Regions from separate parts of the Canis lupus genome. Here region 2 is linked to region 1. The links are chromatin contacts, called in public Hi-C maps. All regions are on one chromosome and are shown on one strand. Each heading gives the region's core, a stretch centred on a gene start, on an enhancer-like site or on the middle of the called end of the contact. The rest is flanking DNA. Distances are from core to core; before and after follow the strand shown.

What was found. Hi-C and Micro-C count contacts between places; a contact is called where the count stands out from the background.
Region 2: a contact with region 1 is called in a Hi-C map of skin fibroblasts, with 2.5 times the contacts expected there. The contact joins two enhancer-like sites. A contact is called at or near these places in 5 of 9 Hi-C or Micro-C datasets (amygdala, blood and skin fibroblasts).

Annotation. Positions count from the first base shown.
Region 1 is chr26:19,726,354-19,733,156 of UU_Cfam_GSD_1.0, forward strand. It overlaps LOC111092595 (a long non-coding RNA gene), which reads left to right. Exons shown (of 4, transcript XR_005379012.1): 3 at 6,221-6,308. Among named protein-coding and RNA genes, the nearest start is that of CRYBB2, 25 kb to the left of the region's middle. Within about 2 kb of position 4,243, at least 3 of the 20 cell types and tissues checked have an H3K27ac peak or open chromatin away from gene starts, as enhancers often do.
Region 2 is chr26:19,939,582-19,946,384 of UU_Cfam_GSD_1.0, forward strand. It overlaps MYO18B (unconventional myosin-XVIIIb), which reads left to right. Exons shown (of 44, transcript XM_038575489.1): 2 at 3,207-3,340; 3 at 5,081-5,239. The coding sequence starts at 3,302. Among named protein-coding and RNA genes, the nearest start is that of MYO18B, 17 kb to the left of the region's middle. Within about 2 kb of position 4,355, at least 3 of the 20 cell types and tissues checked have an H3K27ac peak or open chromatin away from gene starts, as enhancers often do.

The DNA.
Region 1 (6,803 bases), core at 2,993-5,492:
CTCACTTTGCCAACAAGGCAGCAGGAGGGTGGAGAGCTCTAGCCACTTCCCAAGGTCATCCAGCTGGAAGGGGGGTACAGCCAGCTTTCAGGGTCCCCCCAATGTGTGTTTTTAAATATTTTATTTATTTATTCATGAGAGAGAGACAGACAGACAGAGGGAGAAGCAGGCTCTAAGCAGGGAACCCGATGTGAGACTCGATCCCGGGGCTCCAGGATCATGCCCCGGACTGAAGGCAGCGCCAAACTGCTGAGCCACCCAGGGATTCCCCCCTCCCCAATGTGTTTGACTCTAGACTCTATGGCCCAGGGAGTTTAAGGACTATCGCACTGTCACACAGGAGCTGAGCCAGCACAAAGGGCGGGTCTGGTGTTGGGAGAAGCTCACCGGATGTCCCACGGGGACTCTCACCAGGTGAAGAGGCACGGGCGGTGGTTCATTTACTGCAAAACAAACCCAAAGCACAAGCACAGGCAGCTGTAGCTCCTTTTACTGTAAAATAATGTGCAAAACTGTATCACTTCCTTGGGAAATGGTGTCACTTTATGCTGGGATAACATTTAAGTACTGTGCAGTCTAAAAAAAAAAATCACGGTGCCGCAGATCGAGAAGTGTTTATCCAGCTCACACGTGTGCTGTGTGTTGGCTGTGCCAGGCTGGGCTCAGCGGGGCAGCTGTGTTCTGTTCCCTGCGACTCTCAGCCGCTCCGGGGGGCAGTGGGCTGGTGGGATGCGCGCCTCTCCTGGCAATGGCAGGAGGGCAAGAAGGTGACAGAAACGGTCCAGGCTTCTTGGGACCTAGCCTGGGGACCAGCACACATCACTCCAGCCTCATTCTATTGAACTCAGCAAGCCACAGGACCGAGCTCCGCATCAAAGGGTGGGGAGCTCTACTCCATCCCTTAGCAGAAGGAACTAAAGGTCACTTGCAGGGAGAGGAAAGAGCTGGGGCCGATGTCATGCTCTACAATATGCCTCCACCGATGAAAAATAGGTCCACACCTCCTTTGATCCTCCCTTGGAGAGGTGGAATGCTCCAGTGCAGGCTGGGCTTTCTGGAGCCCTTCTAATGAGCAGAACAGGATGGAAGTGACAGGCGACAGCTTCCAAGGATAGGACATTGGGGCTCCCTCCTTGCCCTCGGGAACATCGCCACTCTGGGGAAGCCAGCCACCATGTCATCAGGACACTCCAGTAGCCTTATGGAGGGACTCACGCGGTGGGGACCTGGGGACTATGGCCAGCAGCTGTGTGCAGAAGCCTTCTGGAAGGCTCCAGCCCCGGTCAAGCCCTCAGATGCGTTCAGCCCGCTCACATCCTGTTGGCAACTCCATGAGAGACCCCGAGCTAGAACCAGCCAGCTGAGGTGCTCCTGCCTTCCAGACCCGCAGAAAGAGCGAGACAATACATGTTTATCATTTTAAGCTGCCAAGTTCTGGGGCAATTTGATATGCAGCAACAAATCACTAATGTCTAATCGCTATGCTAACCCACTGCTGGCATCTCCTGCGAGGCTTGGGCAGATGTTTTGTCTGTTCCCCAGAGAACCAACAAAATCCCAACAATTTACCAAGATGAGGGTACTAAAAATACTCGTGGTAAACTGTGGTCGTGAAGAAACACCTGTTCGCGAGCTGCCCAAAATAGGCAGTGCTCGCATGGAATGAAAATGCATGAGGACGAGAACGGATGTATGAGGACCGATGCCAACCCCCCGGCAGACTCAGCTTGTCACTTGGTCCCTCCTTGTCGCTGAGGTTGGGGAGAAGAATCCAAACGAAGATCTGATGGGGTGTACTGAAAAGACCTGCCTGTGGCAAGGCGTTAAGGGCTCTGTCCGGTGGCGAGGGAGGTACTCACATTTCCTGCACCCCAACTTTGTGCCAGGTACAAGGCGGGCACTTGCAACTCTGCGCACGAGGACCAACAGTTGGAGTGCTGGAGGACTTTGGCTTTGTGAAGAGGACTAAGGGGCAAGAGACAGGCTGGAGTAGTTGTTAGAGCCCACGGAAGCCCTGGGTTTGAATCTCGCAATTATGCTCTGAGACTTGTGAGTGGCCGGTCCCGTACATAGCCTGAGCCAGTTTCCTCATCTCACAAATGGACCCAGTAACAGTGCCCACCTGCTCTGTAGTTGGAGTCTGGCCCACTTTGCTTCGTAGGACTCCTCCCCTACTCTGTGTGTCCTGTCAATCCTGGTGCCCTGCTACAGCACATCCTCTTGCCCTCAGCGTTTGGTCCAGGAAAAGACATTTGACCCAAGTGAGGCCAATCAGATGAATGTAGGGAGATGTTCTTTCTTTCTTAAAGTGTGAAGTTTATAAAAACATGAGCCAGGGCACCTGGGTGGCTCAGTGGTTGAGCATCTGCCTTTGGCTCAGGTGTGATCCTGGGGTCCTGGGATTGAGTCTCTCGCCAGTCTCCCTGCAGGGAGCCTGCTTCTCCCTCTGCTTATGTCTCTGCCTCTCTCTGTGTGTCTCTCATGAATAAATAAATAAAATCTTAAAAAAAGAAAAGAAAAACATGAGCCAGTGTTGCCAGTGTCCACTATCATGCATAACACGTGAAGAAGTTCTAAGATCTGGCAAGTGATGGCAGGGCCTCCTAACATCGTTTAAGCTCCTGGATCCACCCTTACCTGAAACCTACACAGAATCTGTCTTGGATGTCTATATTAGAGTTCTCCAGAGTGCTCCAAGTTCCACTCCAAAACCCAGCAGGCCTGAGAACCACGGAGAGCCAGGGTTTCAGTTCAGGTCCAAGGGCAGAAGAAGACTGATGTCCTAGCTCCAGGCAATCAGGCAGGAGGAGTTCCCTCTTACTCAGAGAGGGTCAGCTCTTTTGTTCTACTCAGGCTTTTGAGTGATTAAGGGAGGGCCCCCCACACTAGAGAGCACATCTGCTTCACTCAGTCTACCGATTCAGGTGTGAATCTTACCCAAAATCCCTCTTGAAGACATGCTTGTCCTAACGTTTGACCAAATATCTGGGCACCCCGTGACCAGGTCATGTTGGCACATAAAATTAATCATCACGCTGTCCCAGATATATCATCTAATACCTTCCCCTGTTTGCTTTAAACACAGTCAAGTTGGGCAGCCCGGGTGGCTCAGCCATTTAGCGCCGCCTTCGGCCCAGGGCCTGATCCTGGAGACCCAGGATCCAGTCCCACATTGGGCTCCCTGCATGGAGCCTGCTTCTCCCTCTGCCTGTGTCTCTGCCTCTCTCTTTCTCTCTCTCTCTCTCTCTCTCTCCCTCTCCCCCTCCCCCTCTCTGTGTCTCTCATTAATAAATAAATAAAATCTTAAGAAAAAAACACACATTCAAGTTGATAGAACGTGCTTGCAATCAAGACTCCTGATTGATAGAAGTTCTTACTTCATAGGGATATAAAAAAAAAAATGAATCAGCTCTGGCATAGCGCAGGGCCTGGGAGACAGTAAGTGCTCAGAAATAATAACTCCCGATGCCGGCTGCAGGGGGGCATCATGGAAGCAGGATCTGACCATTTGGCTGCCACTTCTCCCTGCAACCCTGAAGTCAGAAAATGCGCCGACATTTCTGCTGCTTATGTACATCATCTCCTCCCTTTACAAAGAGTCGGTCCAGTGGTTCTAGGTGGACGGAACACACCATCCAGCTCCTGGGAAAGCTATGTTCTCAGTCGTCTGACATAATTATCAATAAGCTGAAACATGAGGAATCAGGAGAATCCCTCCGGCTGTTGTCTGGCGCATCATCCAATTTCTAATGTCAAAAGCTGGACATCACCTCTGTCTTTCTCTTTTTGTTTTCTGAAATAAACTCTAATCTCCCCCAGACTAATGGATGCCCCAGGGCGGTACAGATCAAATGCTGCACTCAGGGAAGCGCAGTGACAAGCATATTAAGAACTTTTAAACTGGTTATCTCAGTAACATATCTTTCTTTCTAAGAACAGTGGGTGTTTTGGTTTTGACCGCCAGCATCCTTTCCCTAATGGAACCATGCCTCCCCCACCCCTCATGGTACCTCCAGGCTGTTCATCACAATCTTTTTATTATTATTTTTTTAAGATTTTATTTCTGTACTCATGAGAGGCATAGAGAGAGAGGCAGAGACACAGGCAGGGGGAGAAGCAGGCTCCATGCGGGGAGCCCAGTGCCGGACTCAGTCCCAGGACCCCGGGATCACAACCTGAGCCAAAGGCAGATGCTCAACCGCTGAGCCACCCAGGTGCTCCTAATCACAACCTGCCACCTTCCTCACCATGGGAGAGAGCCTGCGGCAGGCTGAGCCCCTCCTAAAGCCATGGCCCTATCCTCTCAGACCCAGGGATTGGTCCTGAGGTAGCCATGCGATCCAAGCAGAGCCAATCCCCACCCTTCTTTGGATTCCTGTGTCAGCGAGGCAAAAAGAGGCGAGGAAGAGAGAAAGAGATATAGAAAGATAGGGAGTCAGAGAAAGCCTTTCCCCTTTTGGATTGCAAATGATCGCAATGAGGCTTGGGGCTGCCCACGGCCATTCCTCCTGCCTCATAGAGAGAGCAACACACAGAGGGAAGAAGAAAGATCGAGAATTGAGTGCCAGGCACTTAGGGGGACATCACGTGAACCCCTGGATCCAGCTATGCCTGAAGCAAGCAACAATTTCCTCCCTTCACTTAAAGCTGTTTAAATCAAAACCATGGCCTGTGGCTGTTTCTCGTTCCTTAAACTCACTTTTAAAATGGTGAAGGGAACTTCAGACACGCTTGTGCCAAGGAGCTCCGGCTTGGGGCAAGCTGGGCCGCGCTTCGAAATGCCAGATGGCTGAGATGCTAGCTACCCTCTCAGAGTTTGGAAGTCTGCCCTGTGCCCCAAAGTGCAGACTCTGGAGTCAGAAAACTGAGATGGCAGCCCCTAGTCCTGACTCTCGGAGCCTCAGTTTCCTCCTCTGTGCACCAGAGATAATGGTACCCCCTCCTCGGGCAATCAGAGGATTAAATGAGCTCATGATCGGCCAATGTGCAGCCTCCGTACCTGGCACCCAGAAATGCCCCATCAGCTGGAGCTGTCTAGCCCAATCCTCAAGGATCCCAGCCTGCAGCTCCCTCCCCTGCCTGACCCAGTTTTTCATCCAAATTTGGCCACAGGCCCAGGCCCTGGCCTATTTTAGGTACTCGTCTTTTTGTTGCAGGAAAAAGAGCCCCACGCAAGGTACCTTAAAAACAGGGGGTTTATTGTGGGGACAAACGAGGACAGGAATGTGGAGGAGGCAGAGGCAGGAAAGCCCTTGGGACTGGAACGGTTTTGATTGGAATCTTTTCTCTTTGCTGCTTTAAAAGGAATCATTTCACCTGTCCTTGCCTGAGGGACCTCTCTCCTGGGGGACTGGGTATAAACAAATCTGGGGAGGTAGGGTGACAGGGGATGCTTGGGTTGCTAATAGTTTGGATTCAGGTTTTAAGAGCTCTCAGAATCAGCAAGGATTCTGTGACAAAGAAAGTGGGCGGCCGCTTGGCCTGGAGGGATGTATCAAGTGGCCCGTAATTTATCATCCAAACCAGGACCCCTGGAGAATGAAAGGGGCACCGTGAATAATGACACAAGGATGACAGCCCGAGCCTGCCCAGGGGAGCCGGGACATGTGGTCACCCTCAGGCACAGAGACCCCGAAGGCAGGGGACCCAGACTGCAAAGAGGTTTGGGAGTGTGACTGCCGCCCAGGCAGTGCCCAGTTCAGGAGTCCAGGGCTGGACAGGTGGAAAGGAGCATTTGGGCCTCCAGAGACCTCATCGTGTCATCAGCCCTGTAGGTGCCGGACAGCATTCGTGCTCATGGGACTGGGCTCCTTAAGCAGCAGAGGCCCTGGGCGGCCCACAGCCCACCCAGAGGGAGACCCAGACCTTCCACTGATCTTCTCAGACCCCCACCGTGGGGTGCCTGAGTCCCATAGAAGCCCCTGTATGCTGGCAGGTGATGGAGATAAACCCCTTCTTAGCTGTCTGGGGTGCAAGGGGGAGGGAGGAGGATGACCAGAGCACCCCTGCTCCCAGCCCAGGTCCATATAAGCTGCTCTCTGGGGCACATGCAGAGTTCACGATATCATATCTACGTGCTCAGGACACAACACACGCCAGCAGTTCCTCTAGCTCTCTGATTTCTGATGATTCTGGTCATCCCTGATTCTTCCCCTCGTCTTCCTGACTGACACCCAGTCCTGACCCTTGGTAATGATGTCACTCTTTGTCTCACCCTTAGCAACCTTGCAACAGCTCTCAGTCCCCAGGAAGACCCCAGGAGGATCTCACCTCTGGAGGATCGCAGGGCTCCTCTACGTGGTGAAAATGTGAGGCTCTTTCCTTTGAGCTTGTTACCCCCTTCTTCTGTATGGCAAGAGTGCCCTAGTTTTGCTAGGGTGAGGGTTTTCTTTGCTCACACTCACCCACCCCTTCACTCTCTGGGCTTTTAAGAAAGTTGACCTCCGCCCGCTGGATGCCCGTGGTGGAGCATGTGACCCCAGCCAAGCAGTTAGCACCTTCTGTCTTTCTGGCCACTCATGGTCCCAATCCATTTGGGTTTGGGTGCAGAGAAGAGCCTGGGACCTCTTTTCTGATGCTCAGAGGAATGAAGAATGAATGGAATGTAGAGCTGACAACAGTAGTTTTGATGAAGGACCTACATGGAACCAACCCTGAGGAAGTGGAGCTGAGTAGAGAGAGGAATTGGATCCTGGTAGCATCATTCAAGCCCCTGGATCAAGCCACACCTGAAGTTCTGCCCCTGGGTTGTTCAAAACAGAAGTCCACAAATTCCCTTTTCTCAGGTCAAGTTCTCTGCTACC
Region 2 (6,803 bases), core at 3,105-5,604, 210 kb after region 1:
CCCCAGCGCTGTGGAACCTCTGGGCAGGCCAGCAGCCCCGGCCGAGGACAGCCCACGCTAACAGCCAGGAGGTCCCTGGAGCCTTGAGGCCGAGGCCGATCCTTGGGAAGCAGCCACGGAGCTGGCCAGGCCGAGGCTGGATGGGAAGGGAGCAGCCAGGGTGGCGGCCAGGCAGGCACCTCACGTCAGGCCTATTCATAACCTGGGCTCTACCTCCCAGGCCCTAGCAGAGCAGACTCTGGCTGTGAGTCACTTGGGGGCCTCCCCCGGGTCCCCCCCTCCCCACCCTCCCTCTAGGGAATCTCACCTTGTGTACACTCTCCTGCGTCCCCATCCCTTGTGCACCTCACGAGGTGGGGAGACCATGCAGCAGGGGGATTTTTTTCTCAAGGCAAAGACTTGGCTGTTGGCACTGGGACGTATTCCCAAGGTCTCCCCCTGGGCTCCTGACCTCCTCAGAGCCGGAATGTCCCTTCTTGGATCTTTGGATCTTGAGATATCCTCCTGGCCAGGCCCCGCAGGAGTGTGGGGGGTCTCCCCCGGGGATGTGCCCATTCATATTTCCTGGGCAGCTCCTGGAGCAAAAGCCCTGATCTGATGTATTTGCCAATTTCTGGGGTGGAAACGCTCCCATAGCCGATTTCAAGCTCATAAGGTGACGGCACAGAACGTGGAGTTGGAAAGAGGCGGCCACGGTGGGCTGGGGTGAGATGGTGGGAGCTTGTTCCAGCCCAGCCCTGGGGACCCTCCCCACCAGGTCACCTCTGCAGCTTCCAGGATGTGCAGCGGGCAGGATCACCTGGACCTCTGTGCAAGCCATCCTCTTATGGATACGTCGTTGCTCAAAGTGGCTACTCACAGGCCAAGCAGGCCTTTGGAAGCTCTGGGATGATCGAGAGGGGGCCTCGCCCAGGAAGGGGGCTGCGAGGGGTCAGGGTGGGGGCACTGCTCCGGGGGCCAACCCAGCCCAGAAGTGAGAGAAGTTGGAGGGAGGAGAGGATACCCACTCCTTCACTCACGACCGCTTCCACCGAGATATTGGTGTGCATCCTTCCGCTCTTCACTTTCTGTGGCCGGTTTTGGGTTTTGCCCGTTTGGGATGGTTTAGTGCAGGTAAGTGTTACTCTCTGCCTTCTGATCTTTACCAGACCCCGTGAGAGGCTTCAGGCTCCCTGAACCAGCCTCATGCACTGCAGGCCACCAGGGTGGCCACTTGGGAAAACAGCCTGGCAGTTTCTTTTTCTTTTTCTTTTTTTAAGATTTTATTTATTTATTCATGAGTGATACAGAGACAGAGAGGCAGAAACACAGGGAGAGGGAGAAGCAGGCTCCATGCAGGGAGCCCGATGCGGGACTCGATCCCAGGACTCCAGGATCATGCACTGGGGCAAAGGCAGGCGCTAAACTGCTGAGCCACCCAGGGATCCCAGCCTGGCAGTTTCTGAGAAAGTCCAGCGCGACGTTACCCTATAGTTTAGCCATGCCACTCCGGGGTATCTACCTAAGAGAAGTGGAAACATATGGCACACAAAGCTTGAGGGGACTGCTCCTGGCAGCGCTATTCACGGTGACCCCATAAACAGAGATGCGGTCTGTGCGCACAATGGAGCGCCACTTAGCAACAGAGAGGGACAAAGTGCTCCTACACACAACAATGTGGATGAACCGCAAAGACGGTATGCAAAGTGGAAGAAGCCAGACACAAAAGACCACAGATGCTAGGATTCCATTTAGAGCAAATGTCCAGAAAAGGCCATCTATAGCAACAGACAGATTTAGTGGTTACCCAGGGGGCTGAGGGAGGGAACAGCTAGTGACTGCAGATGGTCTTGGAGGGTCTTCTTGGGGTGATGGGGTTGTGGTCATGGTTGCAAAACTCTGTGAACTCATCAAAGGTCGTCACACTGTATGCTTACAAGTGGGTGAGCTTTATGGCTGGCCTAGAAATGATACCTCAGTGGAGCTGTTTCCAAATGCTTCCTAAATACCCTTCTCGATGGATTCATTGTGTTCCTTAAAGTCAGATGGGCTCCGATGTATTTGACCTTCTCCAGTTACTGCACACGGGGGTTGTGTCTCTGGTTTGGGGGCTCCAAGCGACCCAGCGGAGTAAGATTTTCCGCTTTAGGATTACTTCCCCAAACTTTGTTTTCCAGAAGAGGCCTTACTAGGTAGGTCAAAAGTCCTGAGCGTTTGTCAAGACTCTCAATATGATGCTAAGTGTGCTAAAGCATTTCCCCCAAAGCACGGGCCAATTAATAGTTTCGGTTTCCCGTCCTTTCCTAGTGCACGTGGTCAAATTGTGGCACCCACTAGTCCCGGACAAGAGAAAAACACACTATGCTATGGTATTACAAGTCAGGATGGTGGTTGTCCTCTGGGGAATAGTAACTTAAGAAGGGGCGGGAGGGAAGGTCAGGGAGGCTGTAATGTTTTGTTTATTTTTAAATTTTGTTTTTCGAGAGAGAGAGAGAGTGTGTCTATGCATGCACGGGCGGGGGTGGGGTGGAGACGGAGAGAGAACCTCTAGCAGACTCCCCGCTGAATGTAGAGCCTGACAAGGGGCTGGAGCTCATGACCCATGAGATCATGACCTGAGCCCAAACCAAGAGTCTGGACATTTAACCGACTGAGCCCCCCCAGGCGCCCCTGTTTTGTTTATTTTTGAGTTGAGATGCGATCGACATCCAGTGAATTAATTGGATAGCTGGGTGAATCTTTACATATGATGCTCCCGTGGGGCCCTCTCCCAGATCAAGACAGAGAACGTTTCCATCACCCCAGGAAGTTCCCTTGTTCCCCTTTCCAGCCCAAAGCCAGCAGCTGCTCTGACCTTCATCACCATAGATTAGATCTGTCCCATCTTGAACTGCCCATAAATAAAATAATATTTTCTTATTCTTCATCAGGATGCTGCTTAAATAGATATGATCTTTAGGTGAGAGCCGCTGAGCTGTATATTTCTATACTTTTCTGACATTGGTTATGTCTCAATGACAAAGGGTGGGTCAAGGGGAAAAGGATTTGGGGGCGCTGTCCAGTCCACGGGCAGCGGCCCCCTTGCTGACAGTCGTCCTCCCAGCGGGCTGTGCCCGGCGGCGTGGCCTTGGTTCGTGGCGCGATGGGGGTGGGAGGAGGGCTGTGTCCAAGAGCTAACCTGTATCTCTCTTCTCTCCCCTGTCCGCGCCCGTGTCTCCATGCGTCAGTGTCGTGTGCCGTGTGTGTGTCCATAAAGCCACATTTCGTGCTGCCCGCCAGAGAGCTCCGTGTCATCCCATCTCAGCCCTGACACTGCCTCAGCATGGCCATCTCATCACGCCTCGCCCTGTGGGAGCAGAAGGAAAGTAACGTTCAGGGTTCAGGCGACAGCCATAGGGCCGACTGCCAAGCGGGAGGACAAGCCAGAGCATGGGTGGCCAGGCTGTCCCCTCCCGCCTCAGGCGGGGCATCTGGCATCCGCACCTCCCTGTGACGTGTCCAGTGCCCCGCTCCACTCCCTCCGGCCAGCCCTGGTGAGCCGAGGCCTCTCCAACCCAGTTCATGAGCCCCTTGAACTCCTCCCATGCCTGGCCGCTCTCTTCCTGTTCCTCAGTAGGCAGCGGGGGACTGAGGGTAGACCAGCTGTCCTGTCTGGATCACCGGGGCGGCCTCCACGAACACCGGCTTTGTGTGGGCGGCGGGGCAGGGACAGGGCTGGTGGCTGCCAGACTTCTGCCTTGGGGACGGGTTTCCGTGCTCCCTTCCTTCTGTCACCATGGAGAACTGGAAACGGGCCCTTCTTCCCAGTTATTCTTCTCCCTTTTGTATTTTTTCACAAGATTCCACGAAGGGCTGTCTCTGATGCCTGAGCTCTCCTTCGCCTCGCCTCCCACCCTCGTGTAGGATTTGATGAGTTAGAGGCTGAGGGGTGAGGCGGTTGAGAAGCTTCTCTCTGGCTGCCTCCCAGACTGCTCCGGGTGTAGCACTGAGAGCAATGCTGCAGGAAGCAGGGGTGACACCTGCTGAGTGGGCCGTAAGCCTCGCTCTGTCTTATGAGGTGGCTTTTGGGCCCCATCGAGAGGGAGAGGCGTGGGGTCAGTGAGCCCCGGACAGGGGGCTGCATCAACCAGCCTTAACCCTTGGCCTCTGCTTTGTCTCCTAGACGTCCCTATCCCCTTCGGATTTCCCCTTTATCAGCTGGGCTGCTGAGATCAAGTCTTTGCCAGCCACACGCGGAGGACCTTGATAAGTAGCTTATTTTAACCGCTGTGTGGCTCTGCCATAAAAAGTGCTACAGATTTCTGCCACCCCGCCACCCCCACGGGTGGCCACAATGATGCTGGTTAAAGATGTACCCCAGTCACCTAGAACAGGTCCCATTGCCTCAGTCCCCGAGGACCCTGTGGTCCACAAAGGAGCCTTAGCTACACGCCAACTCCAGCCAGCTTGGGTCTAGGCTATGTTTCTGGTGTAAAATGGCAGTATCTAGCCCCCCAACTTTAGGATCCTGTATTGGGGAGCCCCTGGCTGCCTGGGTCCCGGTTCAAGGACCATCAAGAAGCCACAGCTCTGCATCAGTGGAGTGGGCTGTAGCCATAGGGCTGGATTTTTTTATATAAACCGTGGCTGCGAGCCATTCCCTACCTTCCCATGTCCCTGGCGTGTCATCAGTGAGTAACTGATCAATCTATTATTTTAATTGCAAGCGGAGGCAGAGAATGTGCATGGTGCCCTGGGGTCCATCCCCTTCTGGAAAATGGAAAAGCTCCTGCTGTACTAGCTCCTCCCAGAGATGGTCTGTTCCCCGCCCAGGAAGGGAACCCAAGGGCCAGATTCGCATTATGAGGAAATTGGGTCCAGGCAGAAATCACACAGACAGGGTGGCCTCTGCTGCTCATGCATTCCATCTCCATGCGCTGTCTCAAGGCGTCCCGGAGCCCCGGCCGACCCCATCTGCTTTGCCACGGCCTCTCATACATGTGCTTGGTCACGGATGTCCCCCTGGGCCGCCTCCCAGGCTCCATCACAAACCTTTCCAAGGTCTGCCTGCTTGCACTGGTTCACTCACTGAGCTTTCTCCTTCTTTGCTTCTGCAAAACAGATTCGGGAGGAAGACAAGAGCCCTCCACCATCTTCGCCCCCTCCCCTTTTCTCTGTCATCCCAGGGGGCTTCATTAAGCAGCTGGTCCGGGAGACCGAGAAAGAGTCCAAAGAAGCAAGGTTGAGGAAAGAGGCAGCGCTCGCCTCTCCAGAACAAGAGGTAAGTGGCCCCGCAGGAAGGGGACCAGGTGCCAATCAACAGGACAGTCCCCTCCTATGAGCCTCTAGATTCAGTGGCCATCTCGCCTTCGCTCCTGCTCTCTGAGGAATGTCCTTTTCTGCAGTCGATCTACCGAACTCCTATTCCTCCCTCAGAACCCGGCTCAAATAGTACATCTCTGGAAAGCTCCCCCATTGCCTTCCTTTCTCTGATTCCCATGGCGCCCTCTGTGTCTGTCTTAATGGAGGTCGGCAGAGTTAAATATTTGATCGTGCGACTTTTGGACGGGGCATTCCTTAGGGCCGGTGGTTCTCTCTCCTTCAACTCTGTATATGGAGCACCTCTTGTGAACTTGGTCCAGAGTGAGTGCTGGACAAATGTTTGTTGAATGAATGCATGAAGGACATCAGCTGACCAGCGATTGCAGGGATCATTTTAACCCCACTTTTGCAGAGAGAGAAACCTAGGTGTTGGCTAACAATGTGTAGCTAGCTTACTTTATGTGGCCAAGCTATTCAGTTACTGGTTATGTTCGGTTACTGGTTATGGGTGTATTGGTTGTAATGATACTGAGACCTCTCTATGCCAGGTGGCAAACAGGGGTGACCCCGGCCCCTGCCCTCCAGCTGCCCCTCCCCCAAGTCCCTCAGAATGGCCACATGCCAACAATTAAAGGGTTAATGCTTGCACGAGTAGAGACCTCAGTACCTAGCTGGCATCATTTCTGATTGGTCGGTGTCCGCTAAATTCCTTAATTATTCTGAAGAATTCCACTAAATCGAAGCAGTCATTGGACAAGCTTTAAGGACTTGCAAATTTATCCTCTCCTTGCAAATTTATCCTCCCCTGTGCTTTAAGGACTTGCAAATTTATCCTCTCCTGGAGTCTCTGCAGTGCACCCTGGAGGTGGAGCAAATACTGCAGTGACTGGGCTGAGTGACCCAGTGGCCTCGGGGCCTGGAGTTGGCTCGGGCCCAGTGACCAGCCTGACTCCGCCCCCCCACATCCCTCCAGCTGTTGTTTGCCTGTTCCGTCCCTCACGTGCCTGTCCCATCCCCCGTGTGCCTGTGCTGTCCCCCACGTGCCTGCACCTGTCCAATTACAATGGCTTCACTGCATCAGAGAAGTTCTCCGGCAGCTGAACGGCAGCAACTGTTGAAACGTCCCTGCCAAGTCTTCTGGGGGAGGATTACAGGGAGGATGGGCTCTGTCCCCACCCCTGCCTGAGACAGGCATAAGTGGGGGGCCACGGTCAGCCTCCAAAGCTGTTGTTAGGTCATGATGCAGTGTGAGCGGGTGCCGTTTGTTACTAGACAAGGTTCCCTTTGCCGTTCATTGGCTCCTTTGAGCTCCTCTGCAGCAACAGGGTAGATGGGAATCGTACCCACTTCTTAGAGGTGGAGACTGAGGTTTAGAGAGGTCAAGCAACTTGCTGAAGGTCATGAGACCAGATAGAGGCAGAGCCAGGGCAAGGGCTTGTGCATTCTTGGCTCTGGGGAGCTGCCTCGGGAAGGGCCACTCTGGGGAGCAAGGTGGCTGATGCGGAGACCTGAGCAGGAAGTTG